2 separate regions of the Anas platyrhynchos genome follow, and region 1 is linked to region 2. The links are chromatin contacts, called in public Hi-C maps. All regions are on one chromosome and are shown on one strand. Each heading gives the region's core, a stretch centred on a gene start, on an enhancer-like site or on the middle of the called end of the contact. The rest is flanking DNA. Distances are from core to core; before and after follow the strand shown.

Region 1 (6,833 bases), core at 2,504-5,003, 47 kb before region 2:
GGTTTTGGGACAGCCGGAATGGCAGGTGACAGGAGGAGCACCATTTCTGCTGCTGCATTTTCTAAATACCACGTCCCAGCTCAAAACTTGCAGGAATACAGTGTCTGTCGGGACTGATGAGCGGAGCCAGCTCCAGAATGCTGCTTGCTTTGAGAATCCTTCCCTGCCCTGTAAGTAGCGGTTCAGCCGCATCTTCAAGGCTGCAGCTTTCCGTAACAAATAGTTGAAGCTGGAAGAAAAAGCTTTCTGTTTCTTCTCACGGGGCACAGGGTTGTCGGAGTCAAATCTGCGAGAGTCCTGGTGCTGCGGGGTTCGGTAAACACAACTCCATTAAACACAATTCCTTTAAACCCCGCGCGTGTCCTTCCAGCCGGAGTTCAGGCCGCTGCTTTTGGAAGAGGGCTGTGGATAAGTTCCTGGTCAGGTTTTAAAGAAAGGCAGAAAATAAGGGAAATAAGTTGGTTCTCCCCCCCAGCCCCCATATTTTGAACTCTTGTTAGCAGATGACTGCAGCAAAATGGGATATGCTAACAGGCGTGGAGACTTAATTCCAGGGGACAGAGTTTTGAGAGCACACTGTCTGAATTTAGTGGTGGAGCTGTGCTGTTTATCTAAGAGAACAAGGAAAAAGGATAACAATTGCATCTGAAGAGAGGAAATGGGAGTAGCTGTCAGCCTCAACAGGCCACATCTTCATCTGTTACTTAATCTTTGGCTGCAAACTTTTTTTTTTTTTAGTGGATAGCCAAGTGTTTAAAAAACTAGCTATTAAAAAAAAATAATTGAGATAATCTGGTGTGATGTGGAGAGCTTTTCTGGATTTTTGGACCTTGGAGATGTTAGCAGAAGATGGACCTTAAAGACTTCTCATTTTCAGCTTTGTCAGACCTCACGATTCTCCTCTCTGAAATCTTCATAACTTCCTGTCGAGGTCTGCAGTGACAGGATACCATGGGAAGGGTTACCAGCGAGTTGCCTTACGCTGAATGAGAAACAGCAAAAAAGTGAGTTCAGGCTGTAGTTGTGGCCCATAAAAAGGAACCTGTGCTGTGTGATCGGGCATCATCTTCCATTCAGTGAGCATCTCTGTTCTGGAGTTCGTGTCGGCTTGGCTTTGGTTGCTGCCATGGCAGTCCTGCTGGATTTGTTCTCTCTGCTGTGAGATCTGAGGAGCAATAAAAGCTGAGATCTGCAGTTAGCTGAGCACACGTATCCGGAGAGCTCTCATGAACTCCATTCAATGTAAGGTATTTAAACCCAGCGGGAGGCTGGCCCGCCAGATTGGGCAGGGATCGAGTGGTTGGGATGCTTAATTCTGCTCCTCTGGCCTGTTGCTTCGTGGTGGAGAGCAGTTAACACGAGGTTTCTGGGGACAGTCCTCGGGCAGCATTTAAAGCACCAAGGATCAAGGTGGTACCGTTTACAGGGCAGGGGTTTTGAGTTTTGGTTTAAAAAAATAAAAATAAAATAAAAATCGTTGTATGCTTTTGCACAGAGGTGGATATAACAGCACCTACTGAATGGAAATGTGTCTTTAAACTGAAGAGGCAATTCTGTTTTTTGTTTAACTTGCTCTCTGAGTCCTGAGTTCAGGTTTTCATATTTCCTGGGCAACTTGCCCAGATTATGCGAAAGAAAAACAAAATCTCTCTGATACTGGATGAGGGGGGAGACCTGGATTTAATAATTAAAGCTTGTTTTTTGTCTTTGTTAGTACTCTGTCAGACTGCTGCTTTCTGCAAATGTCCCACTATTGTTTTTTAAACCATGCTGCTTTATATTTGGCTGTAGAAAACAACTTTGTTCTGAAGAGTAACCTAAAAGCAAGGGGTATTTTTATCTCCAGACGCTTCGTTTACCCGGTGAAGTCATTCTTGCTTCAAATTATTTGACTTTCCATACTTTTGATTAGGGAGATGACAGTTAATTTGGCTTTGTGGATGTTTTTTTTTTTTTCTTTTTCTGACATCGTATTGATAAGAACTCTTCTACCTTAAATTATGCAAAGCATGGGGAGTTTTATTTATATCCAGTAGGAATTCAGACAAAACAGAGAACTGCGCTTGAAGAAGGAGACCTCAGGTTGCTGGTTTTGAAGTCGAAGGAAGACCCTGCCACTTCTGTGGACCAGCTTCTATTTTAATCTTGAGAGCTTCTGCTTGGAAACAAAGGCTATAAAATTGGAGCTTAGTGATTCCTTCTTCTTTGCTGTAGAGCAGAAGTACAATTCCCTGGGAAGTTAATGTTAAAAGAGTTATTTTTCCCTGAGTGATTAGGAGCCGGTCTGTTGCGTCAATATACACAGAAGATAGTTAGGGATATATTTTAAAAATCTGCAGTTCTTCAGTACGTTCTTCACCTTTTTCATTCTTTCTGTAAAAAAAAGAGAAGAGGAAAAAGGGGCCCGTTTCCCAAATGTAGGTCATTAGAGGCGCGCTGGCTGCCAAACTGCATGTGACCACTGGGTTATCGATAACTTCATCGTCCTGTACTTGCCTGTCGCGTTTTCTTAAAGCTTTGAGAGTTACTTCTGTGAATCCCTCCCTAAATTGGCAGACATCTGTCTGACAACCATAAAATGTTGAGGGGTGATACAAGAGGCGTGGAGGGGATCCACTGTGCGCGTTGTGCAGTACTGTTATTGAACAGGATTTCTGGGCTCAGGGGGTTGGCTTCATGTCGAGTGCCTGCATTTTACGTTACTCTGTGGGGTTAGGAGCTCAGATGCCGCCTTTCGGCCGCAGAATGGGGTGTGAGGGGATTTCATCCTCACAGAGTTTCTTCTCAAAGCTGGTTGTGACCCCGCAGGCTGCGGAGCTGCCTGGGCACGGAGGAGGTGAGGGGGGAAGTGGGAGCTGGCCTGGTGCTCGCCTCCCTTGGGGTCTCTTTATCTGCACGGCCTTCAGCTCAGAGGGACCCTCCCTCAGCACCCGGTGTGAGGTGCTGAGCCCCCACGTGCGGCCCCCGCTGCCAGGACGTGGAGCTGGGGGGGCTGGAAGGTGGTCGCAGTGCCAGGTATGAAGAGACTTTGATGCCTGGCCCTTTGTGCACACATTGAGCTCCGTGTGGGTTCCCATAACCTCCTCTGTCCCCGTTTCTAACACAAGGAGTAGGAGAAGGGCACGTCCCGAAGTGGGTTTGGAGGAGATCTGGGGGAGTGAGGGGGCCTCGAAGCCCTCACAGAGCAGCCCCGGCCTGCTTGGGCGCGTGGTGAAAGGGGAGATGGTGACGTTCACACGCGGAATTCCCTCCGTGTGAGGGTTCAAATGGCAATTTGGGGAATTCAGACCGACGGGAGGTGGCTGTGAGCGGTGCCAGCGGGTGGCAAGGCCGCCTGTGGGGCTGGAGGTGTGCGTGGGGTGGCCAAGGCCTGGGGGCAGCCGGGTGGTAAGGCCCTCGGTGCTTGGAGCCCTCCACTTCTTGTGGGCCTTCCTGTGAGCACAGGTGCTTGGTTTCTCCCCCCTCCCGAAACTCCTGTCACAACTTCTCAGAGAACAAAAAACTCCCCGTGTCCGTTCAGGGCTTATATTCTGAGGCATTGCACAAGCCCGTGTGCTTGGAAAGCCAGTTCTCCTTTCAAGGGCCGGCTCTAAAATCGAGTTTCCAAACCTGGCGAAGTCGTTGTGCTGCAGGAAGGTCGTTTTCGGGGGCGTTGCGACCCGACGGCCGCTGTGGTGGTAGCGTGACCGGCCCCCGTCCTCGTGCTTCTCCTCCCCTCCCGTCGTTTCCTCGGCCTTGCTGACTCTTTTCCCTTTGCTCTGATTTTTGGGAGGCGGGTGAGGATTTGAATGCGAGCGCCGTGCACGTGGGGCTGTGGCTGGAGCCACCTGACCGAGTCGGCCCGGTGACTCGCCTCCCTCGGTGGCCTGGCTCGTGCTCCTCAGGAAGCCGGGCGAGCTACGGTTACCCTGTTTTTAGCTGCTGTGCTACAGCCTTTCATCTTTCCTCTGTTAATTAACGCTAACTGCTTTGCCAGTGCTCTAGTTTTGAAGTGAAAAATCAAGGATGTGCTTGTGGATTCGGAGCGCTGCTCTCAGGCTGGCTGCGCGTCGCCCTTCCAGAAGAAGCTCCTTTTTGGGGGGTTTTGAAGCAAAATCCAGGCCGAGGCGTGCGTGAGGGTGGTGCTGTGGCTGCTGAGGGCAGGTGTGGAGTTTGTGGTGCTCTCCAGTGTCCACAACAAGGCTTGGAGCGGGCTTCTCCTGAGGGCCATGAGCCTGCCAGCTCCGGTGCCCGGAGTCGCAGGCCCTTGGTGGAGGAATACCAAAAAATGGGACCTGTGGGTGCTGGCATTGATCTTGGTGGGTGACAGCAGCTCAGGGAGAACTTTGCAGCATGGTTCGAGTCCCAGGGGCAGGCAAGGTTCAGGCTGGTGGGGTGGGTTGTTAGAATTACTGCCAGATCGCTCCCAGAGCCGCTCAGAGCTCCTCGGGCTGTGTCCGTGTGTCGCTGACCCCTGCTCCTCGTCCCCCTGCTCACCTCCGAGGTGCCTCCTGCCCTCTCCCCCCAGTTTTGGAGGAAGGAGGTAGAGATGCTGTGATGGGGCTGTAATAACAAGCAAAACCTACGAGCAGAGCCAAGGGGGAAGCACGCTCACAGATGTTCTGAGCGCTTCTTCCCAAGGCTGCTCAGAGCAGTAGGGAGCTAAGTCAGTGTTAGGGAAACACGGTTTTTAAGGATTTAAATAAAAAGCCATGCACCCAGTACTTTTGGAGGTCATCTGTAAGCTACCAGAGCAAAGCCTAACTCTGAAGGGTGTCTTCCCGGGCTTCAGAAGGCTTGAAATGTTGTGCACCCAACTCAAAGTGAAGGCGGGGGGGTTGCTCTAGCTTGGGAGGAGGGTTTTCTCTTTAAAGCGAGTTTGCTAACCTGGAGGAAGAGGCAGCATGAAAGTTTTGCTTCCGTTTTCTTACTTCTCTTAATTTAACTGAAGTTGATGACCTACAAATTTACTCCGAAATCCTTTTCAGCCCTGGTAAACTTCAACGGCTGCAGCGCAGTGCGGATGTGTCCACAGTGAATCGCTGCCCTCTGCACCAGGCGTGGATTTTTCTGCTCTTTTGCAGTGAGGGCGTTCACAAAGCTGCTCTCATTCCCTTGTGATGTTACGGTGGCAGTCGTGGTGAAGAGCACAGATCCAGAGCCTCCCTTTGCAAGGCAGGCCAGCGGGATCCTGCTGCCTGCTCCAGTCCCTCCTGGTTTTCACGTCTGGTTGGAGGTCTTGGTAGGAGGCTGGAGCGGGGGAAGTCCTTTATTCCGGCACTCTTCCTCCCTCCTCTCCCAAGGGCATCTTAGCTACAAGTGGAAAGTTCCCTGCAGGTTCCTTTTTTTTTGTTTCTGCCCCGAAGAGTCATCGTCATTATTTATGGACCCAAATGATGACTTCAAAACTATTTTCAGTGCGATGTACATTAAATTTTTAGGTGTGCAGTGTACTTTCTTTTCAGTGAGGACAAAGTATAGCTGATTACAAAAGAGGTTAAGTTCTGTCAGCAGGGGACTTCTGAAGTCTGAACTCATCCCTAGTAGCTCTGTGCTTGTTTTTTAACCAGTTCCCCCACGAGTGTCTCCTTTTTCCTTGTTGCCTTCCTCTGTGCCACCCTTCTGGGGGCTGGGCAAGCGTGAGCAGGACTGGAGGTGGTGAGTTGTGGACCTGGCGAGAGTATCAGCGATCCGTTTGGAAAAGGTTTCATCTCTACTGGTCTTGCTCTGCTTTATTTGGGAAGTAGAGCCCCAACCTGCATGGGGGAGAGCTGGGGTTGCTCTCGGGTTGCTCCTGGTCTGACCTGAGCACCCTGCTCGATTCCCAGTTGGAGAAGGAGGTTGAGATGCTCATCTTGCAGTGCTTGAAGGTCCACGAGGAGGAGGGCAGAGCTCTGAGAGCAGACACGAGTGGGAATTAAAGGTGGCTCTGTAGGTTGCCTTAGGTGCTTGGTCTGACACGGGGGAGCAACCTCGGTGCAGCCGAACAAGGCCCAGACCAAAGCTGCCTGCTGAATTTTGCTCATTCAACGTCTTCAAACTTGTCACAGGATAAGCGAGGACTATCTAATGGTGTATTAATTTGGTCATTGGGGTGCGTTAATGAACAGCTACAACAAGCTTATGCAAATTTATGTGAAATTAGAGGATTGGCATTATCAGGCAAGACATCAGGGCGATTCCGTGTTATTAGCTTGACATTGAAACAGCTTGTGAAGGTGCTGCACAACTTCTGCAGCGCAAGGAGGGTAAAGTAACTCGTACTTGTTAGCACAGCCTGTCCTGGGGGCTCTGTGAAGGCAGTTGGAACAAAAAAAGGCATTAAAACTGCTGATGCTTAATGGGAAAGGAAGTAGGTAAATTATTAGAAACTTGATGTCTAGGGAAAAAAAAAAAGGTTGCAGTGGATATGAATGAAATGCCTTTGGTTATTTTTCTTGTTTGATCTAGTTGAGTTAAGCCAGCGGCTTGCTCTTATGGCCAGTGTAGAAGTGCTCCGTCATGGTGCGTGTGAGTTAATCTTTATCCATGTTTTTGAAAGAGAAATGGAAATAGCTAACGCTGGAAATCACCTGGCTTATTCGGAAATGAACTTCTGGGAAAGTAGGCTTCATACACAGCAGGGAACCGGCTTCCTTGAAGTCCAGGGCTTGTTCTCAGGGAAGTGATGGGGTTCCCAGCCCGTGTGGGATTGCGGGGTTTCTTGGGCTACTGGGATTTGGAGCATATGGAGATTTTTTTTTTCCCCTCGGGCCCTGTCTGTGTTGCACGTTCCAGTTCTGCGTTGTCACTTCTTACACCTGAGCTGGCAGCAGAAGTAGTGAAAAGTTTTTTATAGGCACAGCTCAAGGATT
Region 2 (7,647 bases), core at 4,217-6,716:
GCGATTTTTTTCCACCGAAAGCTGCGTGGGAAGGGGGAGAGCAAATCCAGCGCGGCCTCCACTTTGGGAACAACTGCAGCTCGGGACAGAAAACCGCTGGGGGTTTGCCAGGGGAAGTGGAGGAGGGGAGCAGCCGCACGGGGAGCTGCAGGGGGAGGCCGGCACGGCACGGCACCGCGCTGCCCAACCCGACCCAACCCAACCCACCACATCCCCATGGCACGGGCCCGGTGCCTGCTGGCAGAAAGCTCTCCCCAGTCTGCCCTCAGTCCCACCGGGGCTGGTTCACCCCCCCCAGGCTGTGTAAAGGGTTTTTCAGCGTTTCCACAGGTCCCATTTCTCTCTCCTGGTGGTGTCTTCTTGCTTCCATCGTTACCTGTTGCTCCTCACAATGCCCTGGGATGATCTAGGCTCGAGGTGAAGGAAACTTTTCCATCCCAAATCCTTGTACTTCATTTTTTTGTGCCATTACCGGGATGGTTTAGCAGCCGCTGGTGGCTCTGCTCAGGTCACTTCTCAGCCGGGCCTTTCGCAGGGCATCTCCTGGTGAAGAAAATTCTGCTCATCCCCAATTCCTGAGGTTCGCAGGGGTTTCTCCCTACACTCCGGTGGGTCCATCCGAAGGAGAGCCGGACTGGTGGACAGCTGGGGGCTGGGAGCAGCACAGCTTCTCCTGGGTCTAGGAGGAGCCGAGCAAACGCGGCTCATCAGACCTGTGGGGAACCAGGGAGCTCTCACGGGGCTTTAATTTCCTCCTAGGCAGTGGGCAAAGCCTCCTGCTTGGGGAAGGAGGGCATGGGTGTGCCTTCTGTCGGGGAGATCCCTGTGCCAATTCACCCAGAACTGCCTCGTGCACGGCTGCAGCTCGGTTTGTGTGGCTTCACTTGGTTTTAGCCCTACAGAGGCTGCGCTCCGCGGCGCTTATCTCCACGGGGCTCGTCCGGCTCTTACGGCACTGCAGCTGCTGAGACAACTGAACCTAGCACAGGTCGTACCGACGGCAGCGCCTTGACCTAGGTGTGGGCTGTGTTTGTTGGCAGGGCTGTATTTATCCTGCCTGTTTTATAACCAAACACAGCAGGGCGCACGCCCCGGGCTGAAATGCCCAAAACTCCGGGCGGCAGCGAGCGGGGCCGGCCGTGAGCACCGTGGTCTGCGTCTGGGGACCCTAATCCAGGGCAGCAGCACCTGCCCCAGGGGTGTGTGGGGGGGTGTTTGCTTTTGGGAGCTTCTTTTTGCTGTTCAGGACACTGAATCAAACCCACAGCTGCCTGTCGTGTGCTTGGGGAAGGACTGGAGCCTGTCCCAAGGACTTGCGCTGATGTAACACGGGATTTTTTTCCTCCTGCCTTTCTTCAGTCATGTTTAACTGCTGTGTTGTTTTTTTTTGATGAAATGTTTGCCTCCCTCCATCTCTCAGCTGCTCCCCGGGCTTTAATCAGAGCGATCTGAGGACTCGGCACGTTGATGAAGTTGCTTCCTGCAGCTCTCCAAAGCGTTTCTGCAGGGAAGGCAGAGGCTGTGCCCAACCCTGCACATCCAGCAGCACGGTGCCAGCCAGGAGGGGGCTGCTGCCACCTTGTCAAGGCTTTAACTCAATTTTACCCCAGGATTGGAGGCCTTTTTCCATGGGTGAAGGCCCCCAGCCTCCTATGGGCACGGCGTTGCATTGCTGAGCATTTCTCTAGCTTGGCTCCGCCGCTCTTCCTCCTCCTCCACCGCTCCTCCTTGTCCTCAGCCATTCTTCCTCCTCCTCCTCTGCTCCTCCTCCTCCACCACTTCTCCTCCTCCTCCTCTATTCTTCCTCCTCCTCCACCTCTTCCTGCACCACCCGGGCCGGTGTCAGCTCCCGGCTGCCAGCTCTGTGCGCGATTTACCGGCGGCGCCATCTGCTCGTGCTGGCCGCGCGCTGTCCCTGTCGCTCAAGCTGAGTGCCACGCCAGCTGCGTGCGCGCCGCCCGACGCCTGCAGCCGACACGTCACAGCCTCCACCAGGGGATCGAGCCTACCTGGGAGTGTATTTATTTTTAAAGAGTCAAGCCCCTAAATCATTTTTCTGTCCTGTGGCCGTGTCCTGAGCTGGAGAGGCTGCACGGCTGTCGTGTGTTGTCCTCCACAGCCTGCTTTGTGTGTGCTCTTGCCCAAAACGGTGCCCACGCAGCAGCACGAGGAGGAGTTTGTCCTGGAGGATGGATGCAGGAGCTGCTCACGGCGCTGCCCGTGCCACCTTCACCAGCACCGTCTGCCCCCGGGACGAGCCACACTGCACGGTCACAGCCATCTGCCTCTCCCCACCCTTCATTTCCAGCTTCATTCAGCCCTGTTTTGGGGCAGGTGGAGTGAACCGGTCTACTGATCATCATTTCCAAGCCCCTGATGTTTAGAAAGAAAAAAAGTGGGTGTCCCTGCCCCCAGCAGCTGGGTGTCCAGCTGGGGTTTGGGGTGACTGCCCGTGACTTCTTCCAGCGCTCTGTTTTGTGCTCGGTTGCCACTTTCTAATGAAAATACTGCTTTGCAAGGTGTTCTTGCAGAGATTAAAACTAAAGAAGCTGCGCACCGAGTGTCCAAAAGCTGATCTACGGGAGGAAAAGCTCTACACTGCAGCAGAGGGGGGGGAATGGAGCCGGCTCTGAAAAGCCTCGGCTCTAAATATAGAGGGAGCTCGCTGCGCCCGGCGCTGTTTTGGAAAGTGTGGCTGAGCCATCGCTGCCTGTCCTCCCCTCCCCTCCTCCCCCTGTGCTGCGGGGGGGCAGAGGATGAAGCAGACGTTCCCGCCTTTGGCTTTCTCGGTTTATTTTGGGTTTAAATCCAGTGGGTTTTTCCGGGGTAGGATGTGCCCTGATTTTAAGGTGAAACAAGGAATGGCTGTGCCGCCGCTCACACCGCCGTGCTGCCTCGGAATCGAAATGGGCTTTGGGTGTTTTTTTTACCCTTAATCTTGATTTCTGTGTAATGGAAATAAGAGTGAGGCTTCACAGAGCAGGACAGCGTTGTTCCAGCAGGCACGGGGGCTTTGTGGCATTGTACAGGTGCTTTATTGCCTTGCAGAGGAAAGCCAGGGGAGGAAGGAGTTCGGAGGTGCTCTCGGCGGCTTTCGACCTTTCTTCTACCTGATTTTTAAAAAAATATTCCCAAGGTGGATCCCCAGCGAGCAAGCACAGTCCTGCAGAGATCTGGCTTAGAATCCCAAACTCTGGGGATGTTCCTGAAGTCGGGATTACCTGCAGATGCTGAGGGTGCATTTTGTAAAAAAAAAGAACTCTTCTCCAGTGAAATTGTCCTCTGCTTCTGAAATGAGAGTGTGGTAGGACTTCACTGAAACATTGCTGGTGGAGAAGTAACGTGCTCTGGAAAACCTTGTGGGAAATGATGCTCCAAAAATGCCATCAGTCTCGTGGGTGATGGAGTGGGAGCAGCGCTGCCTTCCCAGCGATACTCAGAGAAAGCTCCCGGCAGGAGGAGGGAGAAGGTCCAGTGCCCGGCCACCCCTTTCCTGCCTTTCCTGCGGTGTTATCCCTCGTGGAACAGAATTAAGCCTGGCTGGGATGGAGATCTGGATTCGAGCTCCGTGATGGGGTGATGCCAGCAACCGCTGAGCCCCCCGCACGCTCCACCGGCCCGGCAAGAGCATGCAGAACGCGTCTTGCTCTGAATTTGTGGGTTTCGCTTGTATATCGAAGGAGCCAACTCCTTAGTTTCAGGGTATTTTGCTTAGCTGATGTGAAACCTGTAGTCACCCCGGTGCTTTTCTTAGGGCCACGTTTGGTAGCAGGACGCCTGACCGAGGGCAGATGCATCAGAGGTGCAGATTTTTCTAAGAACTTGCTTATTGCTGTGGCACGCAGTCTCTGCAGTGCTTCGGTAATAAATCTCGTGTACCAAGTATTGCTTGCGCTCTCGTGGCTGGTTTCAGCTTCCAACCGGGTCAATCTCAGCAGCAGGGGACTTGGGGTAGTTGGGGAAGAAAAACCTGGACCTCGCTGGGGCTCCTCTGCCTGGTGGGAGGGCGGTGGGGTGGCTGTGCTCCAGCCTAGACAAGGTGCTCGGTGCCAAAAATGCTGTAGGAGGAAGGGATGGGGGGAAGAGGGAATTATTTTGTCACTAATTCCTTATTCTCAGCCATCCAGATGTGGCAAAGGCGTTGTGCGGCGACACTGGATTCGTGCGTGCGCTTCTGTGTGCCTTGTTTCTGCATCACGTTGTGGTTTTCTTTCTTTCTGGGTAGTTTTAGTATTTACCCACTGGAATCAGGATCCTTCTGATCCATTCCCATGGTGTTACAGCTTCTAACGTAGGAGAGCAGAGCCGTGGATTTGTGCGTCCCTTACCTCTTTGTGTTTATTCCTGCCTGGAGCTCGGTGGTGGGGAGCAGGGCGTTTTTGTAGCAGTTGGCTCTAAAATGCGACGCTGTAGCCCACGTGCTAGCAAAAGCGTATTTATGCTCCCGCTGAACCGTATTTTGTGGTCGCAGCAGAGATAAAGAAGGTGGGAAATCAGCCAAGGGTTGCAAAGCATGTGGGCTCCCCCATGCAGCCGTGAGATCGGGGGGTGCAGCTCATTTGGTAATTTCTGCTCTTTTTTCCTGGCTTTCTTTGCTCGGTCGAGCCATCAGAGACAGAAATCGAGTTTGTCGTTGCCCCCTTTCCTTTGCAACACCTCCGTGCAGGGCAGCAGCTTGTGCAGGGCGCTGTCAGCTCTGCTGCTCGCCTCCAAACAGAAGATGCTCTCCGAAAACCCAACGATGATGCGTTGTGAGAGTGGCCACAGCGCCTTAATTGTGGGCGTGTGGTTTGTGCTGGCGTTCGAGCCTATTCTGTGACGGATGCCAGAGGTGCTTTGAAAGGGGATGAGCTGAGGGAGGGCGGGCAGGTGGGTGTTATTTCTTCGAGACTTGGCGAAGTGGCTCCGGCTGATGCGGCCAGGTAGGACTGGAGCTGCTGGTTCAGCTGAGCGTGGAGTAAAACCTTGACGCTTGCATAGGCAGAACTTCAATCACCGGGTACCAAAAGTTGGTTTAATATCGCTCTGCGGAGGCATGGCTTTTCCAGCACGCCTGTAGTTGGGCCGATAATTATTGGTGGTGGCTAGATGGTATCGGTCGTGCCATTCAGCTTGTAGCTTTTGATCTGGCTGTCAGTTCTGCCGGGTTTTCCGTGGGCTGTGTAATTAAAATCTCACTCAAAATCATCCCCCCTTCCCCTGTCTGTTTTTGCAGGAGACGAAGGGCAGAGTGGAGATGGGCAGCAGACCGTGCAGCCATCGTCAGTCGCTGGAATTGGCTCCAAGCCCACGTCTCGGACCTGGAATACCGAATCCGGCAGCAAACGGATATTTACAAGCAGATTAGAGCCAACAAGGTGAGGACTGTTTGGCTACGTGGGGTTTTTGCCCTGCCTCCTAATGGCTCTCTCCCTTCCGCTGCGGTGGGGAGTGTGTGTGCAGAGCGTGATGCAGTTTTTCCCCCCTGCATCTCAGAGAGCACATTGCACGGCGCTGACTAATGGTGATGCAATTTGGCATGGGCTGAGTGCAATTCTTTTCCCTGCTTCAATACGGTAACAAGAAGAGAGCAATCCCTCACCTAGAAGCCAGTCTTTGGGTGCCAAACAAAACTGCTGCTTTTGCACATGTGTTGCACTCGCCCACCACTCCAGTCTTGTTTTTTTCTTTGATTTGTTTAACCTTTCTTTCTCTTTGGGAGTATCTGAAGTCGGGGATAAGGAACGGCTCGACCAGAGGCTTGCTGGGGAAGGGAGGGGACTCTGGAGGAAGTTAGCTTCAGATGCTATCAGAGCACAGGCTTAAAATTGAGTCAGAAAAAAAAAAAAAAAAAAAAAAGACTCTAGGTGCTGACCTTTCTCTGTGGAAGGAATTTATTTTTTTTCAGACTTGCTCTCAGATGGCAGGATGGGGGAGAGCAGAGAAGGATGAGGAAGGAATCGTTACCGAGACTTGTCCAGGCGTGCACGTCTAAATGTCAGGCCTTGCAGGGAGGAATGTCTGGAGTTTGTGGCAAGAAGGATCTTGGTATTGCATCAACTTGGAGATCCTCAGGAATTCAGTGTCCAGTGAACTCTTTTTCCCAAGATTTATGGTGGAATGGGGATGGCTGGGAGGGAGCCTTCCAGAGGGGCAGAGAGGCACAGGCAGGAGAGGAAGACTGTGGTCTGTTATGCAGCTATGCAGAAGAACAGGCTGATGGGGTGAGTGAGGGCTGGAAATGAGTAGGTGGAGGAGCCTGGCCAGCTGAAAGGGAATAAATACATCAGGGAGAGGAATCCTTATCCCTTCTGCCTTAAGAAAGCAAATCTTACAAGGTGGTTTTGAAGTATCAAATAGAAAATGGCTAAACATTTATGAGCTAATAAAGGAAGGAGATGGGGAAGCTCATCTCATGAAGTAGAAGATGTGCTGCTTTCCCCAGGTTCTGACAACTTGTCAGACTCGTGAAGTGGCCCCATAATGGCTACAAGCATCCCATGTGTTTGCGTCTAAGGTTGCAGTCTCCAGGTCTGAAAGGAGAACGTCACAGCATTGTGTCAGAGTCGAAAAGTACATCTGAGGGTTTGGGAAACAGCTTGTCGTCTTTTTTTCGTTTGCTCAAACAAAAACTCCTCAACTGCGGTAACCTGATGGGTGAATTCAAGATGAAGCCTGCCAGTTAGCGTGGCAAAAGAGTTGGGATGCTTGGGATCTGAGGGCTGCACAGGAAAGCAGCAGTCACAGCCCCCGTCCTTCTGACGGATTCATGGAGGTCACCGCTTGCACCCAGCTGTCGTGTCGGTGTCGTGGAGCTCACGGATGCCTTGGCAAATGTGTTTGGGTTTTATCAACGAGGAGCTCAGAGAAAGACTTCTGAATCAACTTGCAGCAAGCAGAGAAGACGAGGAAATAAACACACATAACACAGGAGACTTCGAATGGGCTTGACTTCAAACTGTACAAGGGCAAGAGTTAAAGAATTTGGAGACACCGTCTTTTTTTTGGTCAACATACCTTAACTCTGGCTTTTTTTGGCCTAAAACATAAGGAGGTTAAGGTGTAGGCTCTGGAGGTATTCACAGCCACTATTCCTTTTTATTCCTTTTCTGGTTTTATTGCACTTGAATGTTAAAATTTCCATCCTGGCGTACCCTTGCAAGCAGGGCGCGTCGCTTTGTCAAAGCAAAGCAAGGGAAGGACAGGGCAGGGGAAAACAACCTTCTGCTTTGAGGGTACATCGCTGCCCGGCGTCTGGGCTCTAATTGTGTTTTCAGCACATTTGGGAGCGCTTTGGTCGGAGCCTGGCAAGATGTGGAGGAAAACAAGAAATCAGAGGCGTGTGTGCACAGCTCGGCATCAGCTGCTGAGTTTCTGGCTGTCGGGCTTCGATTTTGTGTTGGTTTTGAAGCGTGCGTGTGGTTGATTGAAGGGACTGGATGTCCATGAAGGTAACGGGGTGTTTTTGTCTCCTTTCACTGCTCTGTTTCCTTGGGCTGTTTTTAGAGGGGGTGCAGGATGATGCCAGTTCCCCCCATCGAGTCTGCGCACCTCCCTGCGTGTGGGTGGCAAGTGCTCGCTGTTGGAGGAGGAACGGAGAGCAATTTCCCTCTCCCGTGCCTCTTTTCTCCTTAATTTTCCCCCGTAGATGAGGTAAATGAAGTTGAA

The links. A called contact is a pair of places that touch in the nucleus more often than the background predicts.
Region 1: a Hi-C map of skeletal muscle shows a contact between it and region 2, with 1.8 times the contacts expected there. The contact joins two enhancer-like sites. A contact is called at or near these places in 3 of 8 Hi-C or Micro-C datasets (skeletal muscle, small yellow follicle and subcutaneous adipose tissue).

Annotation. Positions count from the first base shown.
Region 1 is chr28:3,339,406-3,346,238 of IASCAAS_PekinDuck_T2T, reverse strand. All of the region lies in intron 2 of KANSL1 (KAT8 regulatory NSL complex subunit 1), which reads left to right. Among named protein-coding and RNA genes, the nearest start is that of KANSL1, 15 kb to the left of the region's middle. Within about 2 kb of position 3,753, at least 2 of the 8 cell types and tissues checked have an H3K27ac peak or open chromatin away from gene starts, as enhancers often do.
Region 2 is chr28:3,293,105-3,300,751 of IASCAAS_PekinDuck_T2T, reverse strand. It overlaps KANSL1 (KAT8 regulatory NSL complex subunit 1), which reads left to right. Exons shown (of 15, transcript XM_072028706.1): 4 at 5,216-5,357. Among named protein-coding and RNA genes, the nearest start is that of KANSL1, 61 kb to the left of the region's middle. Within about 2 kb of position 5,466, at least 3 of the 8 cell types and tissues checked have an H3K27ac peak or open chromatin away from gene starts, as enhancers often do.